Linked DNA regions of Mus musculus: regions 2, 3, 4 and 5 are each linked to region 1. The links are chromatin contacts, called in public ChIA-PET, HiChIP or PLAC-seq and promoter capture Hi-C maps. All regions are on one chromosome and are shown on one strand. Each heading gives the region's core, a stretch centred on a gene start, on an enhancer-like site or on the middle of the called end of the contact. The rest is flanking DNA. Distances are from core to core; before and after follow the strand shown. Region 1 holds the start of Slc6a8 (solute carrier family 6 (neurotransmitter transporter, creatine), member 8). Region 2 holds the start of F8a (factor 8-associated gene A). Region 3 holds the start of Irak1 (interleukin-1 receptor-associated kinase 1). Region 4 has its middle 24 kb from the start of Mir5132. Region 5 holds the start of Hcfc1 (host cell factor C1).

Evidence for each region. Promoter capture Hi-C pulls out the DNA fragments that hold promoters and counts their contacts. ChIA-PET counts read pairs in DNA pulled down with a chosen protein or histone mark. HiChIP or PLAC-seq counts read pairs in DNA pulled down with a chosen protein or histone mark.
Region 2: a contact with region 1 is called in an RNA polymerase II ChIA-PET map of memory CD8 T cells, with 9 read pairs. The contact joins the promoter of F8a here to the promoter of Slc6a8 in region 1. A contact is called at or near these places in 2 of 39 promoter capture datasets (both in the 3T3-L1 cell line) and 2 of 115 datasets of contacts at active chromatin or transcription factors (astrocytes and memory CD8 T cells).
Region 3: an RNA polymerase II ChIA-PET map of memory CD8 T cells shows a contact between it and region 1, with 19 read pairs. The contact joins the promoter of Irak1 here to the promoter of Slc6a8 in region 1. A contact is called at or near these places in 8 of 39 promoter capture datasets (the 3T3-L1 cell line, the HPC-7 cell line, cranial neural crest and 4 more), 2 of 484 Hi-C or Micro-C datasets (both in embryonic stem cells), 3 of 115 datasets of contacts at active chromatin or transcription factors (effector CD8 T cells, embryonic stem cells and memory CD8 T cells) and 2 of 9 other capture datasets (adipose tissue and liver).
Region 4: a contact with region 1 is called in an H3K27ac HiChIP or PLAC-seq map of extraembryonic endoderm stem cells, with 5 times the contacts expected there. The contact joins the enhancer-like site here to the promoter of Slc6a8 in region 1. A contact is called at or near these places in 8 of 39 promoter capture datasets (the 3T3-L1 cell line, the C10 cell line, the HPC-7 cell line and 5 more), 1 of 484 Hi-C or Micro-C datasets (embryonic stem cells), 2 of 115 datasets of contacts at active chromatin or transcription factors (embryonic stem cells and extraembryonic endoderm stem cells) and 1 of 9 other capture datasets (liver).
Region 5: a contact with region 1 is called in a promoter capture Hi-C map of pre-B cells. The contact joins the promoter of Hcfc1 here to the promoter of Slc6a8 in region 1. A contact is called at or near these places in 16 of 39 promoter capture datasets (the 3T3-L1 cell line, the C10 cell line, cranial neural crest and 8 more), 6 of 484 Hi-C or Micro-C datasets (the C2C12 cell line, CD8 T cells, the G1E-ER4 cell line and 3 more), 16 of 115 datasets of contacts at active chromatin or transcription factors (the NIH/3T3 cell line, effector CD8 T cells, embryonic forebrain and 9 more) and 3 of 9 other capture datasets (adipose tissue, embryonic stem cells and liver).

Annotation. Positions count from the first base shown.
Region 1 is chrX:73,671,790-73,674,592 of GRCm38.p6, reverse strand. Slc6a8 (solute carrier family 6 (neurotransmitter transporter, creatine), member 8) reads right to left here and starts at 1,460. Exons shown (of 13, transcript NM_001142809.1): 1 at 543-1,460. The coding sequence starts at 804. It overlaps Gm32261 (predicted gene, 32261), which reads left to right and starts at 291. Exons shown (of 3, transcript NR_166888.1): 1 at 291-564; 2 at 1,779-1,914; 3 at 2,785-2,803.
Region 2 is chrX:73,226,949-73,229,751 of GRCm38.p6, reverse strand. F8a (factor 8-associated gene A) reads right to left here and starts at 1,446. Exons shown (of 1, transcript NM_007978.3): 1 at 1-1,446. The coding sequence starts at 1,436. The coding sequence ends at 291.
Region 3 is chrX:74,022,463-74,025,265 of GRCm38.p6, reverse strand. It overlaps Irak1 (interleukin-1 receptor-associated kinase 1), which reads left to right and starts at 1,345. Exons shown (of 15, transcript NM_001177973.1): 1 at 1,345-1,656; 2 at 1,733-1,900; 3 at 2,069-2,200; 4 at 2,314-2,417; 5 at 2,602-2,793. The coding sequence starts at 1,521. Mir5132 (microRNA 5132) reads left to right here and starts at 1,668; the gene lies at 1,668-1,738. It overlaps Mir718 (microRNA 718), which reads left to right and starts at 1,330; the gene lies at 1,330-1,417.
Region 4 is chrX:73,998,032-74,000,834 of GRCm38.p6, reverse strand. No RefSeq gene overlaps it. Among named protein-coding and RNA genes, the nearest start is that of Mir5132, 24 kb to the left of the region's middle. Within about 2 kb of position 1,409, at least 184 of the 459 cell types and tissues checked have an H3K27ac peak or open chromatin away from gene starts, as enhancers often do. A contact at or near this core is called in the HPC-7 cell line, embryonic stem cells, extraembryonic endoderm stem cells and 2 more, where this site is marked.
Region 5 is chrX:73,965,012-73,967,814 of GRCm38.p6, reverse strand. It overlaps Hcfc1 (host cell factor C1), which reads left to right and starts at 1,458. Exons shown (of 26, transcript NM_008224.4): 1 at 1,458-2,004. The coding sequence starts at 1,812.

The DNA of each region.
Region 1 (2,803 bases), core at 211-2,710:
CCCAGTGTTCCAAGCCTGGGCCAGAGGGGAGGGGAGAGGAGAAAAGGGAGAAGAGGGAGGGTAGAGGAGAGTGTGGGGGAGGGACAGAGTGGCCCATTGTGTGTGTGTACGTATTCCTATGTGTACACGTGGGGGGGTCCACACAATGTGTCACTTGTGTGCCTGACCCATGAGGGCAACTAGGGCTCCTCACCTCCTAGAGCCCCCTCCATTGGGGGGCAGGGCTTCCCTTCCCACCTCAGTGGCCAATCACTCCCAGTTTGGACTGGAAGTCTGAGAGGCAGCCCCTCAGTTCATCTGGAAGCTACCCTTGATTGCCTCTCTTCCACACTGCCAGGCACATGACCGGTGAGGGGGGTGGAGGCCGCTGTGCTGGGTCACAGAACGCTTGGTTGGTGAGGGGGCACCATGGCCTCCACCCGCTTTGGGCGGGCCTCCCTACCCTCTGGACTTTGCCCCACTGCTCTGGTGGGCCTGTGGCAGGCTGGGGTTGGAATTGGTCCCTGATGAAAAGCCAGGATGCTCAGGGGCAAGGCACTCACCTCCGCCGTTCTTGTAGCACAGGTAGGGGAAGCGCCACACGTTACCGAGGCCCACGGCGAAGCCCACGCACGACATGATGAAGTCCATCTGGCGTGTCCAAGTCTCTCGCGGTGGCACTGCAAGGCGGCCGCCAGGCGCCCCCAGGCCCGCAGGGCCATCGCCCTTGGCTGGGGCACCGTCGGGCCCGGACACGATGAGAGGACCCTTCTTCTCGTCACCAGACACGCTATAGATACCGTTTTCAGCGCTCTTTTTCGCCATGGCCCCAGCGGGGCCGTGAGGCCGGGCCGGGGGTCGCGGCGCCTCGAGGGTGGCGGGCGGGCGAGGGGGCTCCGGTGGCACCTGGAGAGAGGGCCCCGAAAGCGCGGGCCCGCCCGGGGGCCTCGGGGGCGGCCGGGCCGGGGGACGGGGCGACGGGTGGGCGGGAGGGGTGCGGGACGGCGGGGGCGGCGCAGTCAGAAGCAGTCCACGAAGCACTTGAAAGTGAGCCTGAAGAATCTCATGTGTGTCGGGGGCCCGGGAGCGCGCGGGCGGCGGTGGAGCCTGGCCGGGCGGCGGCGGCTCCCGAGACTCCTGCCCGCGGCTCGGGCGGCGGTGGCGGCTGCAGCGAGGACTGCTCGCCCTGCCGGAGGCTCACCCTAGCGCGTCGCGGGTGGCATCGGAAGCCCACTGTCTGCAAGCGGCGGCCGGAGCAAGGGGCCTGAGGCCCGCGGCCCCGGCCCAGCCCCAAGTGGCTGTCCTGTTCGCTTGCGGCTCTCCTGGCGCTGGCGGCTCCGGTGGTCCCGGGTACGACTAGCCCCCTCCTTCCCGGCGGCGGCGGCTACAGCCGCTCTCCGGGCCGCGGCGGACTCAAAGACTCGCCTTGGCACTCCAACTGTCCCTCTCTTTCCCGACGCGACCCGCTGCTGCTTAAGAACCAACTCCCGGTGATGTCACTGTCGCCCCACCCCCACGACCCGACCGCTCCCCCCCTCCCCCTCCATCCCGCCCTCCCTGTCACTCCGCCTACCTCCTCCTCTAGAGGAGACGCTGCTCCAGTTGGGAGCAGGATGGCTGCTACCTGGGGCGCTGGCCAGCACTTTCTTTTCGTGGGCCGAACCTCCATTCGTTCCAGGATCACCTGGCTCAGGTCGGGTCAAAGTCCCCTCAGGTTTTTCTGAACCACCAGGAAAACGGAGTCTCTAGTTGACCTCCAGACATCCTTAGTCCTTCTCCCTTCTCTCCACTCTTTCTAGCCTGGAATCTCGTTTCCCGGTGGACCATCCTTCACCAAGGTTGTCCTGCCTGCCTAATGTTTCCTCTTCACTTCCCAATTAGGACCTAGGGAGAGTTGGATATCCAGGTGCAAAGTTTCTTGGTCCCTGCACCAAAGTAAGTGCCCTGTGCGATTGCCTTCTGAAGGACTGTCCCTGCGCTGGCCTGGAGTGTGTGTGTGTGTGTGGGGGGGGGGGGGGAATCGTCCTCCAAGAGTTCTGTGGAACTTTGCCAGAAGTACTGAGCTGTCTCAAGACATTTAGGCCTCCTCAAAGATACAGCCTGGAGGCTGAGGATCATGGTATCAGCTTTGTGTGTGATCAATTTCTGTTTGTCTCCAGAGTGGGCAAAGGGTAGCTTGCTTGGTCGAAGATCAGAGTTACAATTTGTCACCAAGGTACAGAAGGGGACTCCATGATAACTCACCTTTTGTCCACCTTTTGCCTGATGTGGGGGTGGGTAGGGCTTGTGATCTATAGATACTGGGGTAAGAATAGGGTGAGGCTGCCCCCTGGTGCCTGGTAGATGTACAGACCCTCCCTCTAAGCTCAGTAACCTGCCTGCTCAGGGACTTCTAGGCCTCTTCATCAGCAGAGCAGCTTCTTGGGAATTTTCCAAGGCCAACACTAGCCTGGGGTGGACTAGAAAGGTGAGGCGTGCCCATTTCAATCCCAAATTCCTTGATCTGATCAGACACCAAAGTCCCCAGATGGCTCATCCCATCAAGCTAAGCCCGCAGCCATCCGGCAGCTTTAGAAAGAAAAGCAGTTCCAGCCAGAGCCAGATTGAGCCTGATAGGTGAGGGAAGGAGGGGCAGCATCTCCACCCAGGCTATCAGGAAGATCTCTCTCTCTCTCTCTCTCTCTCTCTCTCTCTCTCTCTCTCTCTCTCGTGTGTGTGTGTGTGTGTGTGTATGTGTGTGTGTGTGTGTGTGTGTGTATTTGCTTGCTCATCACAAAACCCTAACTTGAGCCATGTTTGTTCCAGCATGGAACCAAAGTCCTCC
Region 2 (2,803 bases), core at 197-2,696, 440 kb after region 1:
CCAGGAAAATGAATCAACATTATCTAGCAACTGACAGATGCATAAAGAAAGATTACTCCGTAGAATCTCCTCCAGCCTTAAGGATGAAGTTTTCTCATTCGAGGCAATAATGGATGGAATTGGAGGGCACTAATTTAAGTAACTTGCTAGGCACACAAAGCCAAATTAACATGGCAGCAATAGAAATGAAAAGAAAAACAAGACAAAAACAGACAAAAAAAACAGAAGCTAGATCACATGTTTCATCACCTGTCCCCAAAGATAAAACAAGTTGGTAAGAAGGTGACTTATCAGACACCCTGTCCAGAGGGAGAGATGGTTTCCTGCAGAACGAGGTGGAGGAGGTGGTTCTGCTCAGCGGTTAGCAGTGGCCACATCTCCACCTGCAGCTTCTTGATGCCTTCAGTGTCCTTTTCTTGGGCAGCCATGACCAGAGACTGCAATAACAGAAACAGCTCCTCAGGAAGCTGGCCGCTGGTATCCTGGCCATGGCCATCGAAAGCCTCCCAGGAGTACTTCTCCAGGGTCTGGGCATGCTCGGGCAGCAGCTTGGCAGGTGGTGGTTGCAGGAGCAGCAGCAGCAGTACACGGGACACCTCACACCTGACTAGGACGTCAGCAAAGGCACCGAGTGTGCCAGGTGAAGGCGCAACAGAGCCTGGGGCGTGGTCCGGGGGCTGCGGGAGGGGCAAGGTCGAGCCCAAGACAGGTCTCGGCTGGGGTCCCGACAGGGGTGGCTGGGGCCCAGAAGGCGGCTGCGGCAGCAGCTCGAGTTGCTGTACCGGGTGGCCCCCATGCTCCCGTGCCAGGCGTTGCATGCGTGTAAATAGCGCCAGGGCGCCTGTGTAGTCGCGCGCCAACAGCTGGCAGGAGGCAGCATCACCAAGCGCTTGCAGTGCGGCCAGTGGCATCAGGGGCAGGTGCAGCTGGGCAGCCCGCTGAAAGTGACCGGCAGCAGCGGCCGGCTGGCCCACTGCGCGAAGGGCAGCAGCTAGTTCCAGGCACAGTGCAGCAGCGGCGGCAGGCTGGCCGAGCTCGAGGTGCAAGCGCACAGCGGCGCCGAGGGCGCTGGCGGCCGCCTGCAGAGGCTCCCCGTAGGCGGCGGGACAGCCCAAGCGTTGGCGCGCGTCGCACTCCTGCCGCAGGAAAAGTCGGGCCGCCTCTGTGAGGGCCAGCGCTTCCCCGGGCCCATGGAAGAGCGCCTGCTGGCAGCGCGCCACAGCCAGCTGGCACCAGGCAGCATAAGGCAGGCACTCCTGGGCGCGCAGCTCCCGGGCTAGCTGGGCGAACTGCTCCCCGGCCTCGGCCACGTTCGGCTTCCTCAAGAAGCGCTTCTTGAGCTTGTTGGACACCTGCCGATAGCGTGCCAAGAAGTCCCCAGCCTCTGAGCCTGGCCAGGCACCGCCGCCCAAGGAGGACGCAGAGCCCGCAGCCATGTTGACCGGCTAGCCGCGCCGCCTTACTTCCGGTTGAGGGAGGGCTGAGGGGGAACAGCTATGACTAACGCTACGCTGCGCCTAGCCCACAATGGGATCACAATTCATCACCTCCGCTTCCGCCTCAGGCGCCCCAGCGCTCTGCTGTAGCCACAGTGATGTGCAAAGTGCTGTTGAAGGAGGGATATGGAGGACTATAAAAGCCAATCAAGGAAGAAGGGCTGGGTGCCTACCCAAACAGTCCCCGTATGGAATTAAATTCTGCGGGGGTGGGGCTTGAGTGACGCAAATGGAGGGGGCGGGTCCAGTGCCAGTCAAATATGCAAAGGATTTCTCTGCTGCCAGGATTAGCATCGTACCCCTCACTTCCTCAACAAACATGAGACCTGACTGAGCAAGCTAGTACAGGTCCTGCCATGGTGGGAGCCTTTGCTAGTTTACAGCTTATTTACAATCATATACACATTGATATACATATCACCTGCAATCATATACACATTGATTTTGAAAGAGTTTTCATGAAGGATTTTTAGCAGGACATGCACTACCAAAGGCACTTTAAATTAGCTATTGTACATGCATGTGTTTCAATTTATACCAAGTATTTAAAAACAAAGAAGGGATTCCTTTTACTTTATTTTGAACTATCTCAATTAGTCCAAATGATTACCTACCAGAACTTGAACAAAAGGGGGGAGTGTACATTATTAAATTTATATATAAAGGATTATATACTTGCACCTAGTAGAGAATTACGTGCCTGAAAATAATTTGTCAAGATGTACAACAGAAGCTAATTTTCATTTCGCAAATTCTCTTGTCTTCTCCTTAGTTTTTCATGGTGTGATACACTTGGATCCTATCCTCCAAATTCTAAAAAAGCAATCCATTGATCCAAAAGTCAAATGAACTCAGCAAATAAAGGATGTGTTAATTTTCTACTCTTATCGTGAACCAAAAAATAGAATTGTGCATAGCAGACCTATCATTTAAAAGCATCAATGGAGGCCTGAGAGAAAGCTTACTGCTTAAGAGCATTTGTTGCTCTTGCAGAGGACCTGAGTTCATTTCCCAGTAAAACACACAGACACATAAAGAAATAATTTTTAAAAACCATCAATGTCTTGATCAATCTCTCTCTGTCTCTCTCTCCCTCCATCCCTCCTGCCCTCCTGCCCTCCCTCCCTCTGAAAAAAGCCAGTATACCAATTTCTCTCTTAAATGACAACCTATCCCATAGAACAGTGATATATCACATATGTACTTTAGGTTTCAAATGAGTGCATTTATGTATATTGCAAGCAAATGTAAAACAATAAACAACATAATACAGCACATAAATAGAAGAGGCAGGCAGCAAAGTATTA
Region 3 (2,803 bases), core at 96-2,595, 350 kb before region 1:
GTTTAGGAAGTTTTCCCCACAGCTGTTTATGTTCAATCTTATCAGGAATGGCTACAGCAGGGGTGTATATGCAAACTCAATTTCAGAACAGAATAAGTTCTTTTCAGGACACCTACTAAACAGGGTTTGGGTTTTTTGTTTGTTTTGTTTTTTGTTTGTTTGTTTTTTTCAGGTTTGGTCTTGATCTGAGGTAGGGTTGCACTTTGTATCCCTGGCTGACCTGGAACTTAAACCATGCTAACCTCAAATTCACAGAGATTCACTTGCCTTTGTTTTCTGGGTGCAGGAATTAAAGGGGTGTACCACCAAGCCCAACATCTAAAGAGTTCTATCTGGCTTAAGGCTGTTGGTGTATATAAGTTCAGGTGGGTGGACAGAGGCTGGCTATGCCATCTTCCTAACAGCTCTTTTAAAGAGCTGGGCTTTAGTGATTTGTACTTGAGGAAGACCACCTGAGCAGGGAGCACTATCCAAGCCATACAGTCTGTGCAGGTGAGTGGCAATGGCTAATGCTAAGAGTAGTGCACTCATATGAAGAGGACTTCAGAGAGCATAATGAGAAAGTAGTGTGCGCTGAGATGTGTGTCATAGTGACCAAAAAGGCCAAAGAAAACCCTGAATGGAGAACAGTAGAGGAATAGGCAAGAGACACTCATTCATGTGGCTAAAGGTCACAACAGGTGGTATCACCAACAACTACTCTAGAAAGGGGTAGGAGAAGCTGCTAGACCCTACTATCCTTATGGAGAGAAGTGCAAACTAAGATAAAAGTGTGACAGAAAAAGGAAAGGGACATTTAGAGCCGAACACCATGTGTATGTTAAGAGACATAAATGTGTTAGTTGGAAAGCTAATTAGAATCCTGCACAGGCAGATTCTGTGATCTAACACTTGCTGGCCCAGCTGCTGGAAGGTTCCTGGGGGCGTGGTGGGGGCATGGAGATCTAGCACACAAGCAGTAGCATGGTATACACTCTTCCAGACCATTCTCAGGGCATCCATCCTTATCACCAAATGACTACAGTCTGCCAGAGGGCCATTTTGTTACCCATATTTAACCCTGACTGACCAACAATTTGGCTGGCTCTCAAACTGCTCCCCAACTAAAGCGAGGGTAGCCTCTCCGTGACTTTCACCAGGCTTGGCATAAACTGCCTTTGTAGAACATCGTGTAAAAACATCGTGCCCTTTGTCTCTAGAACTGGAAGTCATTCTTCATCCTGTTCAGCCCTATTCAGATGTTTGTGTAGGACCACAGACCTCGGTTCTCCCATTAGGGACTCCCTCCTACGTAGCAGAGCTCCTTCCCCGCGTCAAGGGCGGCGCGGGACGCCCCCGTGTGGCGGAAGGCCGCGGAGGGCAAGATGGCGGCGGGTCGAGCGCCGCCTCTTCCGCCCGGCCGGGTGTCGCACGAGGCCGGCCTGAAGGGGAAGTGAGTCAGTGTCCGCGGACCCGGCCCGCTAAGGCCCGCGCCCGCCGAGGCCCCGAGAGGCCTCGGCCCGGGGGCGGCGGCGGCGGCCATGGCCGGGGGGCCGGGCCCCGGGGAGCCTGTGGTTCCAGGCGCCCAGCACTTCTTGTACGAGGTGCCACCCTGGGTTATGTGCCGCTTCTACAAAGTGATGGACGCCCTGGAGCCCGCCGACTGGTGCCAGTTCGGTGGGTGACGGCAGGCCGGCGTGGGGTGGTGGACTCAGGCTTCTGGAGCTGAAGCCTGATGTTCCCCATCCCGCAGCGGCCTTGATCGTGCGCGACCAGACAGAGCTGCGGCTGTGCGAGCGCTCCGAGCAGCGCACAGCCAGTGTTCTGTGGCCCTGGATCAACCGCAACGCGCGCGTAGCTGACCTCGTTCACATCCTCACGCACCTGCAGCTGCTGCGTGCGAGGGACATCATCACAGCCTGTGAGCGAGCATAGCCCCAGGGACCCTAGGGATGGGAACCCAAGAGGGGTGACGGGTACAGAGTTTCCTGAGACAGGGAACCATATGGGAACTCCCCCCCCCCCACCCCTTCACTTAGAGATAGAGAGCTCTGAGTCACAACCCTCCTTTCCTTCCTTGTTATCCCAGGGCACCCTCCTGCCCCCGTTGTGCCCCCAAGCACCGCTGCCCCAAGGCCCAGCAGCATCTCTGCAGGCTCTGAGGCCGGGGACTGGAGCCCCCGGAAATTGCAGTCCTCTGCCTCCACCTTCCTCTCCCCAGGTAAAAAGAACCCGGGTGTTGGGCTTGATATGCCTGAGGAAAAGGCCACCATGACTGCTGACATGGCTGTAGACTGCTGCTGGTCTCTGCCTCTCACTGCCATCTTTATGAAGCTTTTCCAGGCTCCCAGACCCATTCTGAGTCAGAGCTCCTCCAGGTTCCACTCCCTGTTTCCCTCGGGCCACCACTACCATCTTCAGCCCCTTCCTCCACCAAGGTAGGTGTCTCTTAACCCCCAGGGAATTTTCCAGACAAAGAGGAAGAAACTTAACCTTTGGTGTACCACAGAGCCCAAATCAGCACAGCCAGGTCATCTGAGAGACAACTAGTGTTGAAGGGAGCTTTCAACCTGGACCAAAGGGAATAGATAGGGTCCTCGCCTGGTCCATGGTCTCTTCCAGCAGTCAAGCCCAGAGAGCCCAGTGTCTGGCCTCCAAAGAGCCCATCCCTCCCCGTTTTGCTGGCCCTTCTGTGAGATTTCCCAAGGCACCTGCAACTTCTCTGAAGAACTCAGGATTGGAGAGGGTGGTTTTGGATGTGTGTACCGAGCAGTCATGAGAAATACTACATATGCTGTGAAGAGACTGAAGGAGGTAGGTGTAA
Region 4 (2,803 bases), core at 160-2,659, 330 kb before region 1:
TTCTTCTTTTTCCCACCCTTTATCTCCCCCTATTTCACCCCCTACCACTAGGTAGGAGAGAAAGAAGAATAGAGGAGCGGGGAGAGATCTCTGAATCTATTTTCTTTCCTTTTGTTTCAACCAACCCCCACCAACCCCCACCAAATGACCACCAACCACCAACTCTGCCTATGGGCCTCTAGCATTTATATACCCTCTGAAAAATTCCCAGAATTCCAAATGTCACACAATCACAGAAACTATCTGCAGCTGGCAAAACCATGCCCCTGCTAGAGCATGAGGCATATCATAGCCACTGCAGACAGTCCAAAGTAGCCCCATATTCCACACCTGGGATTAAAACAAACACACATTCTATTTCTGTGGTTTTTTAAAGAAACCAAAATTCCAGAATTCTCACTACAAAGGATCACTTGCCAAAACTAATCTTTGACCTTCCCATCTCAGATGTTAAACTCCCTTTGGTTTACCCTCCTTCTAGTCAGGTCTGGCCCCAGTCAAAGCAGAACAACATCGGATCAAACCCAATGTTTGGCCCTTAGTTTTTCAGTTGAATTGTTTATTCCTAGGGTTTAGGTTTGGTTGTTTGTTTGAGACAAGGTTGGCCAAAGCTGGCCTCAAATATTGATCCTCCTGCCTGCCTCTGCTTCCTAAATGTAGGCATCACCTCACCTGGCTTTCTGAGTTTAAATATGACTGATAACTCAGCAACAGGACCAGTAATGTTTTAGTAATGTTTCCTTTAGTAGTTTTTCTTTTTTTTTCTTTTTTTTTTTTTTAGGTTTTTCAAGACAGGGTTTCTCTGTTTAGCCCTGGCTGTCCTGGAACTCACTTTGTAGGCCAGGCTGGCCTCGAACTCAGAAATCCACCTGCCTCTGCCTCCCGAGTGCTGGGATTAAAGGCGTGCGCCACCACACCCGGCCCATTTATTATTATTATTATTATTTATTATTATTCCTTCTCTTTTCTAAAAATCTACGAGAGCCATGCTGTGGTCTATAGAACGCCAGTTGCTAAAACTGTCTTGAGCAAACCTTTGTAAAAGAAAGCTTGTTTTACACTGTCAGCAGGAGGGTCTAGAATGAAGCTGTAGTCAGTAGAGATTGCATATTAAGTAGAGATAAAGACAATCTGGACGTGAAAGGGACTGTTAATCTATGGGGGCAGGGTTAGGGGAAGCTACTCTGCTCACTTAGAAACCAGAAGAGAAGGATTGCATCTTTCTACCGCCTTTATTCATTTTAAAAAATCATATCGTCAAGACTGCAGCTGTCACACTGGAAATATGCCCTCACTGTTGTTTTTCTCAGAGAGAATTAAAGTCAGGCAAAAGCAGCGACTGGAAGTCTCTCTCTTGGGTTCGGTTTTCTGCTGAGTCACTGCTTTAATGGCTGCTGGAGATAAATGACTCCCCCTCTCCCCAGCTTGTTTCTAAGGCAACCATTGAGCAAGACAGCAAGACAGCAGCAGTGAAGCCAGCTTGGGTCAGAAGCAGCTCCCATGTTGCTACCATGTTGCCTGCTTTCTTTTATTGTCTAGAACAAGTATATGTTTAGAAAAGAGAATGCTGACTCTTAATAGATGTAGCCATAGTGGCCTCTAAAGCATTAGACATTAGCAAAAGGATCACCTTTGCAAATCTAGAAAGTGAAAAAACCCATTGTTGTTACTTATTTACATGTTGTCAGGGGGTTGGGCATTCCCTCTCCCTGCCCCCTCCCCCTTCCCCTTTCTCCCTCCCTACTTCTCTCTTCTTCCCTCCCTTTCCTTCTTCCACTCCTTCTCTTTTAATCAGCTTACAATTAGGTGTAAGTGGGCATAGTAACATTCCTTTAATCCCAACTCTCTGGGGGCAGAGGCAGATGGATCCCTGTGAGTTTGAGGCCAAACTGGTGGTTTACAGAGGGAATTCCAGGACAGCTCGGGCTATACAGAGAAATCCTGCCTCGAAAATAAAAAAAATCAGCAGGTTTCCTTGTGGAATTTGCCTTTTTGATTGTTGTCTTGAGATAACGTTTTCTTGTTACTCAGGCTGGCCTCTAGCTTCCTATGAAGCTGAGGGTGGCTTTGAAGTTCTGATTCTCCTGCATCCTTGAGAGTGCTTTGTGCTACCACACCTGGTTTGTGCAGACTGAGGTTCGAACCCAGGGCCTTGTGCAGCACTTTCTGAATTGAGCTACATTCCCAGGTGAGGTGGAAACTTAATGGTTCCTTGGAAAGTCAGTTATGTTAGGTGGTGTTTTGCTGGGGCAAACACATGAAGGAATGTTTCCTTAAAGTGGACACAGGTGAAAGGCTAAGGCAGACTCATGAAGGAACTTTTAGCTGAAGCAGACAGGAGGAAGTATGTTCTGCTAACGCAAGCACGTGATGAAGGATTCTTTGCTAATGACACACATGTATTGGTCCACCTTTCATTATGTAGTTGAGCTGCATTTGTTGGGACTCCATAGAGAGAAATGCACCAAAAACCTTCTGGTGATGTTGCTACAGTTTCTTGCAGCTTCCAAGGACTCAGGATGATTGGCAGAATGAGAGAGTCACAACCTAGAACTTCTCTTGGTGTCCTTCTTAGTCCCTCCTTCCTACTGACTTGTGCCTAGGCAGAGGCCTGGCTGTCTCTGTTGGTAGTGCCACTGCTGCTGATTCCTGTCTGCTGTCCTGACTCTATGGACCTGGACTGCTGGTGTACCCATGAAGTGTTTGTGAGTAGACGGAGCTGCCACTGCTGACCTCTAAACGAAACTGCCGATTTCCAGACAACACAAATGGGAGTTGCTCCAAAGAACCTTTCTAAACAGGT
Region 5 (2,803 bases), core at 209-2,708, 290 kb before region 1:
CTCCCGCGCTGGCTTTGCTCCGGTGCCGGTAGCCTCCCAGGGCCGCTGGCTGCGGGTAGCCTGGTGCGCTGCAATTCAGAGCGCGTGGCCGAGTCCTTCGGGAGGCGCGGGCGGATGTGGAGACGCCTCGGGGTGTTGCTGGCGCTCCTGGGAGCGGGCAGCAGCTCCGCCCCTGTGAGCTCATGGCGTCACCTTCCGCTCTGGCCCCGCCTGCAGCTACCCGCTGTAGCTGGGTTCTAAGTGTCGCAGAGTGTTCGGAGCGGGAAAAGAGATGCTTCTCAGCAAAGGGTGCAATCGCAGTATTCTTTGCCACCCTTAACTACCATGTGTCATGCCGCCACTGCTAGTTAAAGGCCATTTCTCTGGTTTGTGTCCCATCAGCGACCTGGGAGACAGTTCCCAGGGGGCGTGGCCAAGCGACTGAACGGAGTTAGATTTTCATCCGGGCATCCCTAGATGCCGCGGCCATCTTTGTTTTGTGCTGAAACTCGCTATTGACGCCCGCAGACGACCGGGCGTGGGGAAGTGGCAAGATGGCGACTCCCAGAGTGGAGGCGTGGAAGAGCCCTGGTGGGGGGGAGTGCAGGGCGGGGCACTACTGCACCTGACCTGAACTCTACTGTCTCTAGCTTACTGCACAGAGCACCAACTCGCCCGCAAATAGACAACGCACTGGTTTTTAAAGAAGCTTTTAATTCTTTATGAGCTTTGGGTCCTTTAAGAGGCTTGAGACCAGAGTCAAAGACGTGCGAAGGCGGGGAGGAGGGGGAAAGGTGACGTCTTCTGACCCCGCCCCCTCGCCCGATAGCCGCCATGTTTAGTTGTTACTTCTTCACACAAGATGGCGGCTCCCAGGGAGGAGGCATGATCGCCCTGCCGTTACCGCTTCTTCTGCCGTACAATTGTCACTTCGGGTCTTAACTCCTGCTCTTTCGAGCGGCTCCTGTGGGAAGGAGTCTTAAGGAGGGAAGCGAGGATTGGACGCTGCCTTGCGTTTGGTTTGCTGTGGAAGAACTGTCCAGGAAGAAGAGGATAGGTGGGGTGGGGGGGGGAAGAGAAGCTAGTCTCAAGATGGCGGCTCCCAGGGCGGCCGCCACAGCCTGAATAGCAGAGGCGGACTCAAGGGAGAGGTGCAAAACCTCTCGAGCCATACGGGTCGGGGCTTCGAGCAGCAACTGAGAGTTGGAGCCCGTTCCGCCAGCCTCTGACACGCCTTTATTACTTAGGAACGTTGGGGTTCTGCGATCGGTGGTTGTACTAAGTGCTGGGTGGGGAAGCAGGACGGTTTCAAGATGGCGGCTTCCACAATTGTGGTCTGACTGTCGGCGAAGTTGAGACAACCGCGGCATTTGTGGCTCTTTTCCACCCGCCCCGGAAGCCAGCCAGTGCTGGGGACGGGGGGTGTGGGAACCGGGCCGGGGCTCCGCCATTTCCGGCGGGGGAGGGCTACGACTGAGGAAGGGAGGAGAGAGAGGCGGCTCAAGATGGCGGCTCCCAGAGCCTCCTGCTCGAGGTTCTAAGCGGGAACACCCAGGCAAATAGTTAGAGCGACGGCGCTCAGTGGCCTCCAGCTTCTCGGGAATAGGTGCTCTGCAGTTCTGAGAAGCTTTTAAGGATACGAGCTGAGTGAGAAGGGGGGGAAGAGCCAAAGGAAGGAGGATAGTTAAGATGGCGGCCTCCATGGAGTCGTCCACCGCTGTGTAAGGAGCCGCTTCTTCGTGAGAGCTGCCTTAGACGAAAGGGGGTGTGTGAAGAATTAAGGGTATCCTCCCATTCAGTGACCTCTTCCCACTGCATCCTTAACCGGAACTATGGCTTCGGCTGTGTCTCCCGCAAACTTGCCAGCGGTGCTTCTGCAGCCCCGCTGGAAACGGGTGGTGGGCTGGTCGGGTCCCGTGCCCCGACCCCGCCACGGCCACCGTGCAGTGGCTATCAAGGAGCTTATAGTGGTGTTTGGCGGCGGCAACGAGGGGATAGTGGACGAACTACACGTGTACAACACTGGTAAGTGCTACCGCCCTGGGTTTCTCAAAGTCTTCCCTCCATCTCTCTCCTAACCCTTCTTTTCCCTATCTTCTCTTTTCCTATCTCACTCCCCTGATGTGTTTTCCTTCTCTCTTTGCACTTATTGCCATCTTTGCTTTCTCCCTGATTTTTCAACCCCCGTTCTTACACCCCCGTACTCTTCTGTGTTTAAAGGTTGCATTTCGGTACTTAGAGAAACCCTCTACTCCGACTGGTGAGGGGGAGGGGATGTCGCGGGCGACAGTGACTTCAGACGTACACCGTTACCCAGTGGGCTGGGGCTGGCGCGGCAGCGGATGTGTTCTCTTGGCGCAGGCGGAATCCTCCCCCCTCCTGCGATAGTCCTCATCTCCAGCGCCCATGCTCGTTCGGGAGAAAAGATAATATTTAGATCACAGATCCGTTCTCTACACCCAGAAAAAAAGAGGGAAGCATTCTTTAAGGTGCAGGCTTTTAACAGACTAATGAGACCCTCGTGGCAAATACGAATGGCATGATGACTATACTGCCCCCCCCTACACACACATGGGGGTATTGTACCAGTTGTGAATTTTTGTAGTTTTTTTTTCCTTCAAATTATTTCTTTTCCTAATCTGGTGCCTTAACAATTGAGTTCCCCCACCCCGCCCCCCATAGCAGACTGGAGGGCTCAGTGTGTCTTTTGTGTGTGTGTGTGTGTGTGTGTGTGTGTGTGTGTGTGTGAGAGAGAGAGAGAGAGAGAGAGAGAGAGAGAGAGAGAGAGAGATTGAAGGGGTTAACTAGTGCCTCCTTCCCCAAA